Regions from separate parts of the Arabidopsis thaliana genome. Here region 1 is linked to region 2. A link is a contact called in public capture Hi-C data. All regions are on one chromosome and are shown on one strand. The core of a region is the stretch at or near the end of the contact, and the rest is flanking DNA. Distances in the headings are between cores, read along the strand shown.

Region 1 (3,788 bases), core at 393-2,892, 160 kb after region 2:
AACCACGAAAACTCCGGCCAAAATATCCACCCAGTTCTGGCCTATGTAATCGTTCAAGTTCTCTGTTCGATCCACCCGATCGTCGTCCCCATCGTGTTGTACCACCTTCAGCTTTAGATTCACTGGTTGCTCCCATCCACTAGCATTATTTTCTAATTTGACTACGAATACAGCCTCGTACTTAGCTCCTGGTGTTAGATTCTCCGTAGTTATTGTTCCCACTATTTTAAGCCAGTAAACTTTATTCAACGTCGCAATTTCAATTTCCGCAGAGCTGCAAACATAATTAAATCAAACATAGATGAGAAATAGAAAGGACCAGATAACAAATAAACATCTTTACAAAGAATAAAATATCGTAACTAGTTTCACGAAATTTGACCAAAATAACTTGATAAATTGTTGTAATTACTAAAAAGATGAGGGAACCCAAAACTAATTCTGTAAATTACACAAAACAATTTTTTTAAAAAAGTGGACCTAAATATCGATTTCTAGCTAGGTTTCATAAACTCTTATTTATTTTTATTTCAAATGAGAAAATGACATATATGTTATTTCTAGAATCCATTAAAAAATATTTTTTGAAAGGAAAAGTACTTTTGACCTCAAAAAATAATGATAAAAGAGATAAAATATTACTTTGGTGCCTCGTTGATGGTACTCCAAGTCCATTTTTGAGGTTTCTCAGAATGTGTGATGTCTAAATCCCTTGCAGGGACCATGGAAGGGACCACGGAACTTCCTTCCTGACTCGCTTCTCTTTCTGGCTTCCTTGCAGGGACCATGGAACCTCCTTGAGGATTCGCTTCTCCTTTCGGTTTCTTTGGAGGGACGATGGAAACTAATTTACGTTGCGCTTCTATTTCATTGTTTCTTCTCACAGCCATATTCTCCAGTAATTGTTGAATCTTGATGACCATTGAGTTTATGAAGTCATTATCGGTCCTCTCACTGCCATACCATACAAGTAAGAGATATCAAAAACAAACTGTTTATTATGTATATATATCTTTAGGCCAAAAGAACATAAAAATAACCTTTGTTCAGCCAAGGGCATGCCTATTGATCCCGGGATAGACTCTAATGCTTCCTTCCATTTCTGAGTTATTGGTAGCATGTGTCGATTATTGCGTTCCAGAGCCCTGAAATTATCGCCAAATTTTCCTTCAAGAAATTTTACAGCGGAAGGTTTAACTTTGTAGAAGATGGGAATCACTATGAGACGGCCTTGATCCTTGCGTTCCTTGATCTTGGCCAGCTCATTCAAGCACCTATGCGATCTTGTGAAATCCACGGAAAATATCACTAGCGCGAGCTCAGACTCTTCAATCCTCGTCAATAGGTTAGCCATTTCTGAGCCCAAAAACTCGTTCTCATCTATGAAGACGTTTATGTTCGCTTCTCTCAAGGCAGGGACAAGAAAGCTTATGAAGTGTTTGCGGACATCTGCTCCCCGGAAGCATATGAACACCTGAGGCCCCGTTGGGGTGGGTTTCACAACCGAGGAAGAAGAAGCCATGAGAGCTTTTTTTGAGAAATAAGAAGAGAGTTTTTGTTGATAATTGTTTGAGCTTCTGTTTTGTCAAGATGCTTTGGACGATAAACTAATCCAACAATCTTATATGCTTGATATACTTTTAATATGTATGTAATTTGGCAACATGTAGTTAATTATAACAGATTAGAGTTTATCTTGAAAATTTGAAATTGGTCCATTGACTTTATATCACTACAAGAAAACAGGTGATAAACGACTTACACGACAGTCGCATAGTAGTCGTAAAAAATGATAATACGACTAATCAGCGACTAACGACGTTAGTCATTATTACATTGTCGCTGAATGAGATAGTCGTGAATTAGTCGTTGATCGACGACTATATTACGACAATAACACAATCAGTAAACAATGATCGTTGTATAGTCGTATCATATTGGCGACTATTTAACGACCATAGCACGATTAATTGTCCTGTACGAAGCGTGTGAAACACGTGGTCGTATAATTGTTTCCGACGATTTGACGACTAATTCTATCAATGTAAGGAAATAATTCTCGTAGTCATATAATAGTCGTATAATGTTTTACGACTATTATACGTCTCGTGCACGATTATATTGTGACTAGGTATCTTAGTCGGATAATAATCGGTAATTAGTGTGACTATTAGACGACTATTTTACGTCTAATTTGCTACCTAAATACGACTACTGAGCGACTACTTGTTTTGTCCGAGTAAGAATTTGGTCATCGATTGTTGGGTTTCTTGTTTCATGTTTGTTGGTTATCGATTGTTGTTTTCTTGTTTCTTGTTTTCTCCTTTTTTATTTGAAATGCTAAAAAGATGAAAAGACTTGTATATATAGAAAATCAAGTACAAATACACATACAATTATCTTGTTTATTACACAAACAACTTATTTGAATAAACATATGTTCAAGTAGAGTTTGGGCAAAGATAATCTAAGGATCATTAGGTGGAGGACTTGGTAGACGTTCTGTGGTTGTGGTAGAGTGACTTGCCATGAAGTCCAAGAACTGCGGATCGGTTTGGCGGAGATACTTCTCGACTAAAGACAATTGCTCGAGCTAGTCTTTTTACTCAGCTGTGACTCGGGATGACTCAGCTTCTCGGGCAGCAATCTCAGCATCTCTCTTCTCATTATATGCAGCCTGCTCTTCTATTTTCCTTTGAGCTTCCTGCAGCCGTTCTTCTAGGGCTTGAAAGGATGATGAGGAACCGGAGTGATGGCGGTTGGCGCTGCCTAGAGTGTCTTTTAGACATCCTAGTCCTAGTCCAAAAGGATTGCCTCTTGAATCCTTTTCTGTGGACTACAAGAAATAGAGAAGAAGCTCATTAGTGACAGAATATTAATTGGACTCTAAGACTCATAATTATACTAAAACATCTTACCTCGAGAAAGATGGCTGTATAATCATCTAGTGTGAGCTCCGGAGGTCGTGAAGAGCCATCAGAGACAGCAGAAGCAGACGCCTCTAGTGCTGACAGCCTATCTCTCACATTCTGCTGATAAGCTTGAGCAATCTTCTCCGACTTCTGATTAACAAATGAGCCATCCGACTTAGTGTGTGTTTCGATGAACACCTCACCAAGATGGACCGGTCTTCCCAACTTCTCTTCCTGCAAACACAAATCAATATCAACAGTAGTCACTAGACATAAGAACTCAACATACTCACAAGAAAACAGACTATATTGGATTGAAAACAGAAAACAGAAAACTCTAACTTATGAGAATCTGCAGAAACACTTACCAATTCATCTTGGATTTCTTGAAAAGATTTTGGCCCAGAATAGTGGACTGGAGGACCGATACCGTTACGGTCAGAGAGACGAGCTTTGGAATAGGTCCGACTCCTTTTCTGTGCTGCTTCTGTGTCCCAGTAAGCACACATTGTTCCCCACAGCGTTTCTCCAATCCATGGAGGCTGCTCTCGAGTTGTCCTTGCGGTGCTAACCATGTCCTTCAAGCGCCTCTTGACGATCTCATTGAAGTAATACTGGACTGTCCTTGTTATTAAGGGATCCCAGTGATGAGTTTTCTACAAAAAAAAGGAAGAAGTTAATGAAACTACATAAACTTAACTTGAACAAGAGCAGATATAGAGGAAGCTTACCGCAAACTTTAAAAATAATCTTTCTCTTTTATCAACTGGCATACATGACCAGTTATAGAAGGGAGCATCGAATTTTTGTAAGAAAATTCTAGTGATCTTCCTAACCAAGCGAGATCCTCTGTCTCGAGTAAACCTCCAAACACAT
Region 2 (3,638 bases), core at 1,046-3,545:
TCTTCCCAAATGTCCGAGGGATTCTTCCTGTGAACTGATTCTTCCCCAGCCTTAACCGATCAAGATTCGTAGACTTACCTAGCTCAAGAGGTATATCTCCCTCAAATCCGTTTTCCGTGACATCAAACGAGAGATACGAGCTTGAACCGCACAATGGACTTATCGAACCATTGAACTTGTTGCTTGAAAAATTGATTCTTGTGAGGTTCTTGAGGTTGATAAGTGAATCCGGAAGATTTCCTTGAAGAGAATTGTTGTAGATCATAAACAGTTCTAATGCCGTTAAGAACCCGAACGAGGAAGGAATTGAACCCGAGAGCTGGTTATCCGCTAAATCGATAACCGTCATTTGATGACAGTTACCTAAACTGGCGGGAATGTTACCTACAAGCTCGTTCTCTCTCAAGTGAAGACGAGTAAGATCTTTCAATCTTCCAATTGAAGAAGGAATCTCTCCACTTAAACGATTCCCGTACCAATCAATCTCCTGCAGTCTCGTGCAATTCCCAATCTCAACCGGCATTTCACCCGAAAACCGATTCTCATACAGATACATAATCTCCAATTTACCAAGAAATCCGATTTCTTTAGGTACCTTGCCTTCCAAGTTATTGTGATAGAGAGTAAACTCTTGTAGATTCGTGAGGTTTGATATTGATGAAGATAACGTACCCTCCAAGCTATTGTTGTTAAGATAAAGATTCGTGAGTTCGACGAGCTGAAACAACGAATCCGGGATTTGACCTGTAAGCGTATTGTTCGACAAATCAAGCAATTTTAATGACTGACAGTTGCTGATTTCCGCTGGAATTTCGCCGGAAAGCTGAGTTTCAGACAGAAACAGTTGCTTCAAGCTTGTGTTGTTAGAACATATAGTCTTTGGTAACGAACCAGAGAGACGATTTTTCGCTAATACCAAGAACTCAAGCTGATTCATTCTCCAGAACTCTTCGTGTATCACTCCGGTGAGATTATTAGAAGACAAATCAAGTGTTTGAAGATTCGCTAATTCTGTTAATCTCTTTGGAATCAAACCCTGTAACTGATTACCAATCAAATTAAGGTATTGGATACTAACCAAATCACCGAGTTGACTCGGTATCTCACCGGAGAAACTGTTATCTCCCAAATTCAGCGTCTGGAGGTTCTTAAGTCGATTCAGCTCCGCCGGTAACGAACCGTTGAGACGATTAAACGCCGCGGCAAACAAAGCGAGGCTGGTGCAGTTTCCGATTTCCGCCGGAATCGGTCCTTCGAGTTCGTTGTCTTGTAGTATCAAAGTCTGGAGCTGAACGAGTCTACCGAATCGACTCGGTATAAGACCGGTGAGTCTACACGAAGCCAAAGCAAGCATCTGGAGGTTGACGAGGTTCCCAAACGTCTCCGGGATTGTTCCGTTGAGTTCGTTGTCTCCGAGTTTTAACGATTTGAGATTCACAAGTGAGCCGAGTTGACTCGGTATATCGCCACTGAGTAGGTTAGAGAAGAGATGCAACGATTCCAATGAAGAGGAGAGGTTAGAGAGAGTCGTTGGGATGGGACCGACAAGACGGTTCGAAGACAAATCGATGTGGATTAGGTTGTTAAACCGGCCGATCGAAGGAGAAATTGAACCGGTTAAACCTAAACCGGAGAGATTTAAACCGATGATTTCACGACCACCGCATGTGACGCCGGTCCAGTTGCAGTAACTGGGACTACCGGAATTCCAATCTCGGAGAACGTCTTCTTCTTTTGGGTTTGTGATAAAAGAGTTCTTCAGTTCGAGAAGAGTTTGAAGATCGTCTCTTTGACCCGGTTGACCCGAACCCAACCCGGATGAGAAACAGAGGAAAAACAGAGCAAGAAGAACAGAGTTTTGCTGCATTTTTTTTCTTCTTCTTCTTCTTCAAGAAACAAGAGATCTGTGAGAGTAATAGTGAATGAAAGAAGCTTCTTCGAGTTCTTGTGGTAGTGAGACGACTAATGTTGGAAACATAGAGAATTTAAGACAACTGTTTGGTTTTGGATGAAGTAAGACGATTGGTTATAAGAACGGTGCATGGGGACTATCTCTGTATCTCTGTTCTGTATACGCGTCTAAGTATGTGTGTTTGGGTTTGATGTGGTAAGTAGGAGGAGAAGTAAATGCAGAGGATAAAGTTTTGGGATCGGCTATAAAGGCTAGAACTATATATAGAGTGTTTTTTTTTATATATATATCTCTTCTGTTTTCGGATCTTTCATTGAGAAGGAGAGTAATGAGAAAGAGAAGAAGAAGGTCAAAGAGGGTCAGAGAAGAGACATTGGAAAATGCAATTGCAAGTGTCCATTTATGTTGCGGCTATGCCAATGTGTATTTATGTTCTTTTCTAGTACTAGTACTTAAATTGTTTTGGATTTTAGTTTTGTAAAAAAAGTTTAGATTCTTCCTAATAATCTCTTTCGAACCAGAGACCTAAACAAATATTTTTTTAAGCCGTTGCTAATGATCGAAATATGGATTTTAAAACCTTTTTTGATGGGTCGATATCGCATCGGTTGATTTACTTATACCAAGATAATATGCGGAACTCGGAATGGGTTATATGCTACTTTGCGATATTTTATGAAGCCTATAGGTTTTCGAAATAACAATTTATGTATTTTGTATGTTAAGTGATCAATTTCTTAAAATAGTTTAATGATTTTTTATTTCATTCAATAAAAATTTGTGAATTTTGTGATCTTGTAGATTCGATGAATTTGCCTCCAATCCATAAATTTTATTGGTTGAAACTTGAAATACAGTAAAAATATTGTGCAGTCTTTCAATTTGTCCTTTTTTCAACCCTTGTCTCTCTATTTGTTTACAGAAGTTCAGTTTGATGAGAGTCTAAGTCGTGTAAGTAATGGTAATGAGAAAAGAGATTTATGACAATGAGATAAATAAGTTATATGATAATGGTTTACATATATAAATTGATATGGCTTTGACCTTGGCCAAGCAAAGAGAGTGGTTGAGATGAGAGACGATGACTTGGTTGAATGACATTTCTTTAATTTCTGCTTTTGTTGTGAAGTGTGTTAGTTTCTCATTACTTAAGTCCTTTCATCAAAAAAGAGGGCAGTTGTATTTCTGTTTTTAGATTTATAGAAAATTTCACACACAAATATATGGGTGGAATTAATATGTTAAATATTACATATATATTGTTGAGTATATATGATAAGCTAAATATTTATCATATTTGATAAACTTTAAAGAGGGTAAATTTCATAGCAAATTAAGCAAGGAGTCTAAATTTTTTAGATTGACAAAATAGTCCAACATATAAAGAATAGATTTTAAAATGTTGAACCCTAAAATCTAAACAAAATGCTCTTATATTTCCTCAAATTTACATGTAACCTATCTTTTAAATTTATATTATCTTTAAAAAGAAAATTGCTCAATCATCCCTATAAATAATTGCTAGGTCAAAGGCATTCTCTCATCCATATTTTTTGTCATCACCCCAAACTCGGCAACATATTGGTTAGTTCTAATTTGATTCTCTTTGATATTTTCCCGATTAATAAATAAAAGATTTTGTAGATGTCATCTTTGAAACAAAGGCCGAAGTATTCTAGCTGCTGAAGTTGAATCACACCGTGTTCATACACTCTATAGAAATTCA

What was found. Capture Hi-C pulls out chosen DNA fragments and counts their contacts.
Region 1: a capture Hi-C map of seedling shows a contact between it and region 2, with 2.4 times the contacts expected there. The contact joins the promoter of PP2-A6 here to the promoter of GSO2 in region 2. A contact is called at or near these places in 1 of 26 Hi-C or Micro-C datasets (vegetative nucleus) and 1 of 3 other capture datasets (seedling).

What each region holds. Positions count from the first base shown.
Region 1 is chr5:18,191,686-18,195,473 of TAIR10.1, forward strand. PP2-A6 (phloem protein 2-A6) reads right to left here and starts at 1,643. Exons shown (of 3, transcript NM_123876.2): 1 at 1,041-1,643; 2 at 643-954; 3 at 1-274. The coding sequence starts at 1,522. It also overlaps the pseudogene AT5G45082.
Region 2 is chr5:18,035,028-18,038,665 of TAIR10.1, forward strand. It overlaps GSO2 (Leucine-rich repeat transmembrane protein kinase), which reads right to left and starts at 2,296. Exons shown (of 2, transcript NM_123837.3): 1 at 1-2,296. The coding sequence starts at 1,867.